3 separate regions of the Mus musculus genome follow, and regions 1 and 3 are each linked to region 2. A link is a contact called in public promoter capture Hi-C data. All regions are on one chromosome and are shown on one strand. The core of a region is the stretch at or near the end of the contact, and the rest is flanking DNA. Distances in the headings are between cores, read along the strand shown.

Region 1 (3,669 bases), core at 834-3,333, 2.2 Mb before region 2:
TTGAACTCTGGACCTTCAGAAGAGCAGTCGGTGCTCTTACCCACTGAGCCATCTCGCCAACCCCCTTTGCTTCTCTCTAGTGCTAAGATTACAGGGGCAGACCACCATACCCAGCTGGAGGAATCCTTTTTGGTTGTCTGTTTTATTTTATTTTATTTTTCGTTCTAGAGATTGACCCCAGGGCCTCCTTCATGGCATGGGAGTTAAAGCTCTCCCACTATCCTACAACCCCAGGAATCCTTATCGTCAACAAGTGCCTATTCTTTTGCCATGAGTTTGTCTTAGAAGGGAGATTTGAAATGAAAATGAAAATGAAAATGAAATGGTCTCTCCAAGCCGGGCGTAGTGGCGCACGCCTTTAATCCCAGCACTTGGGGGGCAGAGGCAGGCGGATTTCTGAGTTCAAGGCCAGCCTGGTCTACAAAGTGAGCTCTAGGACAGCCAGGGCTACACAGAGAAACCCTGTTTCAAAAAACCAAAAAAAAAAAAAAGAGATGGTCTCTCCAGACTTAAACATTGTAGAATATTTTAAAAGTCATTTAGGGCTGGGCATGGCAGTGCACACTTGCAATCAAAGTGGTGAGGAAATGAAGGCCGGGGATCAGTAGTTCAACCATCCTTGGTTACATATCATGGCCAGCCTGGGCTACTTAATACCCTGTTTCCAAAAAAAGCAAAAACAAAAGAACAACAAAAACTTGGATGGACAGGGTGGTTGGTGCACACCTTTAATCCCAGCCCTTGGGAAGCAGAGGCAGCTCCAGGAGTTCTTGGTCAGTCTGGTCTACAGTGGGAAACTGTGTCATAGAATCGAAACTAACAGCAGAAAGGAAATGTTATGTGTAATTTAAAGAAATATTTATTTGTATGTGCCTATGTTTGTGCTTTTATGGGTTTATGTGTATCACTGGCATGCGGGTGCTGGTAGAGGCCAGAGGGCATCATTTCCCCTGGAATTGAAGTTACAAGGGGTAGGGAGCCATCTGATGTGGATGCTGGGACCTGACCAGATTCTCTGGAAAATAGTACAGGCTCTGAATGAGCCAGCATTCTGACCTATGTTGTAGTATTTATCTATTTAACTTTTGTGTATATGAGTGTTTAGCCTGTATGTACGTCTGTGCAACCTAGTGGAAGCCAGAAGGTGTCAAACCACCTAGAACTAGTTAGACAGTTGTTAACCACCATATGGGTGCTGGGTACTAAACCTCAGTCCTCTGGGAGAGCAACCAGTCCTTCCTCTTGACTTCTGAACCATCTCTCCAACTCATTTTATATATATACATATACATACATATGTATATATATTATACACACACACATATATACATATATAATTACATTTTTATTTAGTGTATAGGGTAGCATGCTCATGGAACAATGTTTTAGACTTGGTTCTCCCCTTTCACTATGTGGATCCCCATGGATCAAACTGAGTTATTTTGCTGGCCTTTGTTATGTGATTCCATGCCAAGATCACGCAAGCATTTTTCTCAATACTGAAAAAAATACTGTACCTTAAAGGTGTGTTAAGTTTCAAGGACGCTGACCCAGTGCCTGTCCGACCTGGTGTCTGTCCCAGGCTTTACAGAGGAATGAGGGGACTGACTCAATATAAGGCTGACATAGACTTCTAGAAGCCAAGATAGTCGCAAGATGGGCGGGTGTGCAAAGCAGGAGACAGGCAATAGGATGACACTACACTTGGCAGTTGACTCACACGTTGATAGCAAGGTTGAGCGATAAAGTGGGTTTTATGAGCTAAACATGCGGATGGGAAGTTGGCGTTAGGCTCAAAGGACATCAGTTGTAGGAACAGCTAATAGCGGTATTTTCTAAGTCAAACAACAGGTACAGGTGACCCACGCCTGTTCAAGGTTTGAAAATAACCGAAAACTGACGGAAAGAAACGAAGAGATAGATTCTTAGCCTCGGCAGCTCTCGGGTGTTGCCGGAAATGGCTGACTACCGCTCTCGGCCGAGCGACGGAACGGGGGCGTGGCCGGTTTAGCACACGCGGAGCCTCTTCGGCTGTTTCCGGAAACTGCCGAAAGCTTGCTCCAAGTGGGCGGAGAAAGGCCGGTAGGCGTGGCTGCTGGTTGGCTCTGGAGGTGCGGGGAGTCTCTTCGTGGATTTCCGTAAACAGAGCCGAACCTCGGTCTTCGGAATCTAGGAGGTGCGCGCGTCCCCGGGGATTACCTTCTTCGGTAGTTTCCGGAATTCACCCATCGTCTGGGCCGAGAGGAAAAGGCTCTTCCCCCTCCCGTTCCTAGTTGTTTCGGATGTTTCCGGCTCTTGCCGGCGGAAAGAGCCGAGGGCTGGCGGTGGTGGCGGCCATGTTGGGAGCAGCAGGTCCGGCGGCGGCTGCCTGTGTGTCGGGCGCGGAGCAGTGCGGCTGAGGGCAGGGGAGGAGCGAGGCAGGCGGCCGGCTGCGGCGGTTGAGAGTAGGCGGAGCGGCGCGGCCGGGCCGAAAGGCGGCACAACCCAGCCGGGGGTCGGGGGGGGGGGTGCGGTCCGGAGCCGCTCGGAGCCGGCGAGGCCTAGCCCGAGCGGTGCATCACCGGGCTGGCGTGAGCCATCGCCCGGCCTCCCCGCACCCCCGGCCGGGGCCCATGCAGCGGGTGCTCCTGCTGTGAGAAGCCCCGCCCGGCCGGGCTCCTAGCCTTCCCTTCCCTATCTTCCTCCAAGCTTCTCCATTCCCTCCCCTGAGATACCGGCGCCATGTCCAGCGCTCGGACCCCCCTACCCACGCTGAACGAAAGGGACACGGAGCAGGTAAGGAGCCCTCAGGGCTCCCCTAATTCTGTGACTGGGCCCCTGCACCTTACGGAGGCTCCCTCCCTCAGTTCTCCTCGTGCTCCTGCTTTCTTCTACAAGCCTAGGCTGTCATCTGGCCCTGGGTTCCAGCCCTTCACATCCCTCTTCCGAATCCTGACCTGGGACCCACGTCGTCCTGACTGAACTGCACACTTGTATTTCTGCCAAACGCCCCTCGCCTCTCACCGCCCTCCTGCGCTCTTCCGTGCTATCTCCCCAGCTTCCCCCTCTCTTCCCTTTTCTCTCAGGGGCCTTTCTGGTCTTCCTCCACCCACGCTTAAAGCAGCCACCTTCCTGCTCCTCGAATAATACCCCGCGATTTGCCGCGGATTGTTGCCCACCTCTTTCTGCATCTCTCTAGCTTTGTACCCTCTCTACCCGCACCGGCTCTCACAATCCTCGGTTTTCTCCCTCAAGAGTCCGTGTCTCGGGAGTGTGTTCTCGGTCCCTTTCCCCTTTCACTTCCCCAGCTTTTTCTATCCTCCTTTCCCGTTCCAAATTGGGCTCTCCCTGTTGCTTGCAACCCACCAGCTCCACCCTCGTCACCTTTCCAAATCGTTCGCCTACTCCTTGCTCATCACTTTCCCTTCTTTTCGGCAGGAGCTCCCAGGCTCCTGGCACTGGCATGTGTCGCTTCCGTGTTTCCCATACAGCTGTCATGCGCATAGTTTTCCCACAGGTTGCCTTTGGGGTTCCAGTCACCGCTCCCTTCAGAGTCTTTGGATCACTCCTGTTCTCTTCCCCCTGGGGTTTGGCATTTAAGTCCTTGGGCCTCCTGTCTGAATGCTCTTCCAGATTATCCCTGGGCTCTCCTCTACCGTGGGAAAGTCAGTGTTTTAGTCTGGCTGTATT
Region 2 (3,799 bases), core at 472-2,971:
TTCTGCTCTGAGTCCCAGTCCTGTCAGGGCCCCCGTGGAGGACATGCAGAGCCTGTGGCTGGGGTGGTCACAGGGACAGCTCCGCTGCTGCCTCTGGGTACCTTGAAAAGATGCCCACCACGCACCTTTCTTTGGAATGAGGGCTCCGCTGTCTGTCACTCACCCCCATGTATGCTGCACTGGGTTTCTCTTTCCTTTCTTCCCAATAGCAAGGGCCTCCCTGCCTCTGCTGCCCCTGGGTGCAGGCAGTAGCCAGGGGATCCAGGGCCTCAGATCCAGGGTCCTGCATCGGACCTCAGGACAGGTGCCAGGGCTGCGAGAGCCCCATAGCCACCTTTTCCTCATCTCTGCCTCACTCCATCGCTCCCACACAGCTTGAGCCGTCCAGCTGCGGTTAGGTCTTGAGCACATCTAGGGTAGGTGGGCGGATGGCTGCGGGGCCTGTGTCTCAAGCCGGGAGGGAGCCTGCTCCTGCCTCCCCCTGCCCTGCCTGAGCCAGGCCCATGTGCTGCCTGCCCACCGAGCCCCTTTGTCCCTGAGGAAAGCGGAGGCGGAAGGCCCACCTTGCCAAAGGCCGGGCACCAGCCTTAACCCTCACTCTGCCAGCACCACCTCCCTTTTCCGAGGCAGCACATCTGGCTTGTTCTTCCTCCATTCCTCAGAGCCTGACAGGGCCAGACCTGCTTCTCTGGGGAATGTGGGTGCAGCTTGGGGTTGTGGGGCTCTTCCCCCTCCCAACTCAGAATCCTGGCCCCCACCCTCTGGCACAGCTTCCTGTAGAAAACCTTTGGTCTTTACCTAAGAAGCCATGTCCTTTGTGCTGTCTCTTGCCAGTCTCACCCTACAACCTGTCCTCCCCCTCCAGTGTGTATTTAAGTCCCTGGGCTGCCCCTCTGGGAGGGAGCCTCTTCTCCCAGGTTCCCCTCTGATGTCACATCAGGCATCTTGCAAGGAAAAGCCACTTGGGGGAAGATGGAAAAGGATGAAAAAATAAATTTCCACTGGCCCTTGGATAAGCCAAGGGTTTTTGCAAGGAAGCGGTGGTGACTGAGTGTGGTCTATGGTCAGAGTCAGCTTTGAGTTGCTGGGTGGAACTGGAGTCCAGAGTTTGGTGTGATGCATGGGGGGTCCTGGCTTGGACTGTATCTTAAGCTTGCTGGTAAAAGCCCTTGACCCACATACTGGGGCTGGGAAAGCCTGCTGTGCGGCTATGGGATGTCCCCAAGGGCCCAGCATGAATCTGTCAGAGGGAGGCTGGCAGGAGGCCGTCAGGTGAGCCACCAACATCCACTGGGACAGGCGTTCAAGGCATGAAGTTAGAAGCAAGGAGCAGGCGTTGGTCCCCCTGCATTTAGTCTTCCCCTCCTCCAGTCCCCGACTTTAGTCCCCTCTTGTGGCTTGAAGCCAGATGCCAGCTATCCTGAGCTTTGACAAGCGCTGCTTTACATTAGGACCTCAGTTGTATCCCCCTGAGCCAGCACTCTGTGGAGACGGGAGTACAGAATGTGGCTATAGTGGGCTTAGTTGTCCGAAAGTTGTACCAGGAACGGGCTTCCAGGTCTGCATGTTCTGGAGGTGCACAAACACTGGGCTCATTGGGGTGAGTGGCTGTGCTGGGCTGATGAGGCTGGCGGAGGGGCGCTCTGAGTCTCAGCCCCGCCCGAGGCCGCTGCACGGCGGCCCCGCCCCCGGCTCCGCCCCGCCGGCTTCGCGGGCTGGAGAGCGAGGGAGCCGCGGGCGAGGGATCGCAGGATGAGCGATCGGGGCCCGGGCAGCCGGCAGCGGACGCGCCCCCCGAGCCCCACGGCCCGCGCCCCGCGTCCCCCACGGCCTCGTGGCCCTGGTCCCGGACGCGCTGTCCGTGTCCCTAGAGTCCGGTGGGCCATGCCCGTCCGGCCCTAAGTGTGGGCCGGGGGGCGTCCCCTTGCGCCCAGACCCCGCGCTGGCGCCCCCCGGGCCACCGCCCGGCGCGGGGGCCATGGCGTTCACCTTCGCAGCATTCTGCTACATGCTCACCCTGGTGCTGTGCGCCTCCCTCATCTTCTTTGTCATCTGGCACGTAAGACTGGGCTTGGACTGGGGGCGGGGTGGGGGGCAAGTGGGCTTATGGAGCAGGAGGGGGCTGGGGCTGATGGTATCAGTGCTCCGGGGAAACTTGAAAGGTCTTTTCCACTAGCCCCCATGGTTTCTGTTCGCACCCCCCAACACCCCCTTGTCGTTGGCTTCCTTCCCCCGGGGCAGCCCCCCCCTTCCTTCACCGCCCCCGCCTGTCTGTGGGTATGTCAGTAGGTCCTGACCCTCTCCTTGCTTCATCCAGTCATTGGGCAGGGGCGGAATTCTTGATCCTTCTATATTCTCATCCATCCACCCCCGTCTGTCCATCGGGCAGTTTGTCTGTGTGCCCCCCCAGCCCCCCCGCTGAACCCCTCTCCTTTGTGGGTTTTTCCAACCAGAATGATGGAGATGGTTGCTATGGCAACTGCATCTGTTTACAAGACCCGCATATCTTAGAACCCATTAACCCTGTCCCCTCCTGGACCCCTCTGACCCAAGTGGGATAGGTTCGAAGCAGCTCAAGAAACCTAGCTCCCACCTGGTCTCACTCTGACTCTCCAGCTTCCTTCTGATTCCTTCACATACGTGCCTTTTGTCTTTCATGTCCCTCACTCCTGGTCTGCCCTCACCCTGGCCTAGCCTCACACCTCACTCTTCAGAATGTCTCTTGTCTCATCTCAAATGGTTTCCCATTGGAGAGGGTTCTTGTACCTAGTTCTCTCCTGGGCTTTCCCAAGGGCCTCCTCTACCTGGTTCTTTCTCCTCTCTAGAACTGTGAGCCTCTGGCTTACTGTTGAGGTCTCTGCCGGCTCCTTCCAGCTGCCCCTCCTCCAATGCACTCAAACGGGTCCCATACAGGCCTGTCTCTCTGTTGTAGCTACTAGCATGCACATCTCCTGGTCTAATCCTCTTTTAAGTGTTCTCTTATCTGACTGCATCCAGCGTGCCTCCGTCCCCTCTTGCTTTACCTTTCTTGCTCTCCATTTCTTGTGTCTTTCTGGGACTTGCTGCCTCCCAGAAAGCACCCTGTCTCTTCCTTTGTCCTCCCCTCCTTCCTCTTTGACAGGTACTAGATCCTGAGCCCCCACAGGCATCTCCAGACACACACCATCTCCAGCCCAACCCCTCACTTTGCTCCAGTCTTGATCTAGGTCTCCCAGTTGGGTTTCTTGTCCTCTGCTCCGTTTCTCTCTTCCTCCATCACTTCGAATCCATTATGCGCTTCCTGTCCCAGGCCCCAGGGCCTTGGACAGTTCTGTGGGGGAAGAACAACTTGGGTCCTAAGAATTAGAAAAAATGGGGGGACCCAGGCAGGATAGCTAACTAGCTCCTGAAATTCAAGGAGCCCCTTCCCACTCACAACTCCACTTTCCCTGGTGGGGCCCTTCTTAGGAGCTCAGAGCCTGCCTAGGACAGTTGCATAGCAGCTGCGGGGGAGTCAGGCTGCATAAGACCTGGACCTTGCAAAGTGTCCAGGCCGAGATGAAGTCTCCTGAGGTTGGGAGCAGCATCTCTGTTCTCTCGACAGACCTTTCTGGGACCCCTTCCACTGTGAGGCACTGAGCTTTTCACCCATTTAGCTTGGTCCTCTTATCAGGCTTATCAGTAAAACCAGGGCTTGCACATGCAAAGTCCAGGAGAGAGAGCGTGGTCCTCAGGTCAAAGCTGTTCAGAAGTAAAACCCCAGGACCCACTAGTCACTAGGCAACCCTGGTGAATGACGTGTGTCAGCTGTCACAGTGGA
Region 3 (4,038 bases), core at 394-2,893, 2.1 Mb before region 2:
AGGTGGGCTGGCAAGATGGCTCAATGGGTAAAGTGTTTGCCACACAAATCTGACAACCTTTGTTCCATCTCCAGGACCCATGTAAAAGTGGAGAGAATGGGTTTTATAAAATTGTGCTCTTTCACACAAGCACTTTGGCACACACAGCCTTCCACACACTATAGACACAATAATAAAAATTTTAACAAAGGAATGATAGCTGATGACAAAGGACACGATTTCTTTTTGGCTCCTTCCCCCCTTTTATTTTTTCTGTTTTTGTTGTTTTTTGAACAGGGTTTCTTTGTATAGCAATCCCCCCTTTTGTTTTTATTTATTTATTTATTTTGATACAGGGTTTCTCTATGTAGTCTGTGAGTCTGAAACTCACTGTGTAGACCAGGCTGACCTCTACTCAGAGATCCACATGCCTCCCTAGTGCTGGAATTACCATGCCTAGTCTGTACTTGATTTTTCTAAAATTTTTTTGGTTTTTCAAGACAGGGTTTCTCTGTGTAGCCCTGGCTGTCCTGGAGCTCACTCTGTAGACCAGGCTGGCCTCGAACTCAGAAATCCTCCTGCCTCTGCCTCCCAAGTGCTGGGATTAAAGACATGGGTCACCACAGCCCGGCCTGATTTTTCTAAATCTTTAAGAGTGCTTTCCACCCTGGCCTCCAGTTACCTGGACTGGTAGACCGACCATACAGGAGCTGGAGTTGGGACTAGTAAGGACAGAGAACTGATATTCTGGAGGGTAAAAGGAATCTGTGTGGCTCAGTGATGGCTATAGCCAGGCTACCAAGAAGTAAATGCCTTTTCCTGCAAACGCTCTGGTGTTTGCTTTTCAGGGTACACAGGGCCTGCAAATGGGAATGTCCATTTCTCAGAATGGAGACATAACTCAAAGAAAATGGGTAGCTTCGGCAAAAATTAGCAAAGATGGCCACTTTTTGGCTCAGGTTTTGTTTGGTTTGGTCTGGTCTGTTTGAGACAGGGTCTCTTGTAGCCAAGCCTTGCCTGAAACTCCACGATTACCTTGAACGCCGGATCCTCCATTCTTTCTCCACCTTTCACATGTTCGGATTATGGACTCAAATTCTTGCTTTTAAGTGGCTCTGCTTTCTCAAATACGAGGACATATAGCCTAAAGTTAGGTCGAGGGTTTTGGTTTTGGTATCAAGGGAAGATGCTCCCCGTGCTGGAAACAGGTCTTTACAGCTTTAGAGAACAGGCTCAGTGGTGAGAGGCGAGAGGCCGCGAAGGCTCCGAAGGGCGTCAGGAGGTTGTCACCACTTCCTGTCTCGAGGTGGCTCTGCGCTCCGCACTGCAGCTACCGTCCTGTACCTTGAAAGTACGCGCAGCTGGGATTAACCTTCTAGTGACTTTAATTCCATCTTGTTCCTTATCTTAGTTACACAACCTGCGTTTCAAACTTCAGTATACAGAAAACAGAAATGACTCGAGGAGGTCCTTAGCCCCGCAGGACCTTTGGGAAAGTGGAATGTGGAAGCGCGCGTGGCGTCCCCCCAAGCTCTCCAGGGCAGCAGGAGCAGCCCAGGCCCTGACGACTGCCAAAGGGAGCCTGTTGCTAGGGGCGTTGCGAAGGAGGGGCCACAAGGAGGGGCTCCCTTCCGGGAGGAGGGCAATTAATAACCCGGAAGCGATCGCCAGTGCGGCGCTGTTTAAAGATGGCGGCGGAGGAACCTCAGCAGCAGAAGCAGGAGCCACTGGGTAGCGACTCCGAAGGTACGAACGGAGGGAAGGATGTCCTTCCCGGGCTAGCGGGGGCAATCCACGGCCCGCCGTTCCCGAGGAACTCGGGGAGTCAGGGCCCTGGGGAGTAGGCGCAGCGTGCGACCGAGCCCTTCCCCGCGTCTCCTCCCCTCCCCCTCACAATGGAAGCAGGGCCGCGGCGACCCCCGGCCGGGCGGGGCGGCCGGGGCCGGGGCTCGGCCTCTCGCGCACGCCTGGGGCGGGGCCTGGGCCGCCCCGCCTCCGCCGGTCCCGTGGCCTCGGCCGGCTCCCACAGTCAGCCCGCCGGAGACCTAGCAGTCAAGCCGAGGCCTAGGCCGGGGCCGAGCTGCTGAAAGGCGTTGAGGAACGCCGGGCTTCCAAGGACGAAGTCCCTGCTGGGCCGTTCGGGATGCCATTGGCGGCTCTTTGCCTTAGAGCTTGTGCTGGCCTTACAGCACCTTTGAGCGGATCCAGGCATTGTTTTCCTAGATTCTTGGTCTTTAAAAAAAGACAGAAACCAGTCACACCTTCTCCCTGTCTCCCGAGAACTTGAGCTCTAGGGGTTGAGTAAGTCTGTTGAGTGGGAGGGACAGTCCTGTTGTAGGACATGGTGGGAAGCTCAGCTGAGAACCTAGGATAACCAGGCCCCAAAGGATTGGCTTTAAAAAGCCAGTCATACTCGCACACCCTACTCTAACTCCACACTATATTCTAGAGGTTGAGGACTAGGAAACCCAGATACGCAGAAAGAAATTGTTCTCCATCACATCTAAGAAGGATCCAAGACTAGAAACTCCTACAATAGCTGCTTAGAGTCCTCAGAACGAACGTCCCGAATCCGTGGATGACTCTAGAGAGTGCTTAGGTAGTAGTTGCTGCTGGCAGGATCCCAGCATATTTTGATGATGGGAGCAAGGTGATGGCATTAATCCATTCTAGAGGTGAGGGGAGAGGACTTTGGCAAGTGACATGTCCAAGAGCTCAGACTGGAATTTTACAAATGTGGACTTGACCTTGGACAAGATGGAGTTACCTCTGGTTTTTGTTTTTTGTTTTTTAATTTGGAAAATGAACAATACAGGGGACCACAGAAGGACAAAGGGCGTGTCTCAGTAAAGTGCATGCTTACAGGATGCACTCATTCTTCCTAGGGCTCCACCCCTTCATCCTGCTTTCTCCCAGAGCTCCCTTCCCCAGAGCATTCCCTAGATGCTACACAGTGCTTTTAGAAGGCAGGGAGGAAGGAATATCGGGGCTGCAAGAGAGCTTTGGGGGTGATCTTTACTTGTCATTTTACTTATTTATTTATATTTATATTTACTTATTTCTTGAGGTTGCTAGGGCTTCACACCTGCAGGACAAATATATCTTTACCACTGGGTCTCAAGCCCAGCCCTATTTTTTTTTTCTTCCAAGATAAAGGCTTGCTATATTTCCAGAGCTGATCTCTAACTCCTAGGCTTCTTAATCCTGCTCTGGTCTGTAATTGCTCCCTTGTTTACTTTTATTTTTTTAGAGATTAGCTATATAGACTTGTGGTCTTCCTGCCTCAGCCTCCCAAATGACACCACACTTAGCTACTTTCTCCAAAAGATGAGGAAATGAGAACTCAAAGAAGGAAGAACTTTGCTAAGAATACACAGTGGGGTGTAAGGCATAGGGTTCCAGATTCCAGACCTGTTCTGCCAAAGCTGCCTGCCATAGAGATAGCCAGACCCCATAGGAACCCTTGGTTGGCACTTCTTTTTTCTCCTTTTTCTAGGTGTTAACTGTTTGGCCTATGATGAAGCCATTATGGCTCAGCAGGACCGAATTCAGCAAGAGGTGAGGTGCCGAAGAAAGTTGGGGAGGGAGTAGCTGAGGGCTTTGTGGTGGGGATGCATAGTCAGGGCCTGAGACCTAGTGTCTGTTTTGAAGCCCTCCCCTCTCGAGTCTCTCAAGTCTCTGAGTCTACTTTAGGCACTCTATGCTTTTGTGGGGTTGCTGTGCTGCTGGATGGCCACCACCCCGTTTGTAGGTGTTAGGCGTGGCTTCCTCAGTCTCCTGCCTCCCTGCAGATTGCTGTGCAGAATCCTCTGGTGTCAGAGCGGCTGGAACTCTCAGTCCTGTACAAGGAGTATGCTGAGGATGACAACATCTACCAACAGAAGATCAAGGTGGGATCCTGGCCAGAGGGGCAGGAGGGAGCCTGTTTCAGCCCTGCTTCTTGTCAGGCCTAATGTCTGAGAGGGTCGGGTGTTGGGCGGGGACACACCTCCTATTGCTAGTTCTTGAAGTGTGGCCTCTGGACTGAGACCTCATTCATATCAGATTACCACTCAGCAG

Evidence for each region. Promoter capture Hi-C pulls out the DNA fragments that hold promoters and counts their contacts.
Region 1: a contact with region 2 is called in a promoter capture Hi-C map of pre-B cells, with 2.4 times the contacts expected there. A contact is called at or near these places in 2 of 39 promoter capture datasets (liver and pre-B cells).
Region 3: a contact with region 2 is called in a promoter capture Hi-C map of liver, with 3 times the contacts expected there.

The regions. Positions count from the first base shown.
Region 1 is chr19:7,340,274-7,343,942 of GRCm38.p6, reverse strand. Mark2 (MAP/microtubule affinity regulating kinase 2) reads left to right here and starts at 2,083. Exons shown (of 18, transcript NM_007928.3): 1 at 2,083-2,775. The coding sequence starts at 2,722.
Region 2 is chr19:5,096,443-5,100,241 of GRCm38.p6, reverse strand. It overlaps Cnih2 (cornichon family AMPA receptor auxiliary protein 2), which reads left to right and starts at 1,721. Exons shown (of 6, transcript NM_009920.4): 1 at 1,721-2,059. The coding sequence starts at 1,979. Rab1b (RAB1B, member RAS oncogene family) reads left to right here. Exons shown (of 6, transcript NM_029576.3): 6 at 1-1,035.
Region 3 is chr19:7,203,889-7,207,926 of GRCm38.p6, reverse strand. It overlaps Otub1 (OTU domain, ubiquitin aldehyde binding 1), which reads left to right and starts at 1,643. Exons shown (of 7, transcript NM_134150.2): 1 at 1,643-1,725; 2 at 3,476-3,537; 3 at 3,771-3,869. The coding sequence starts at 1,668.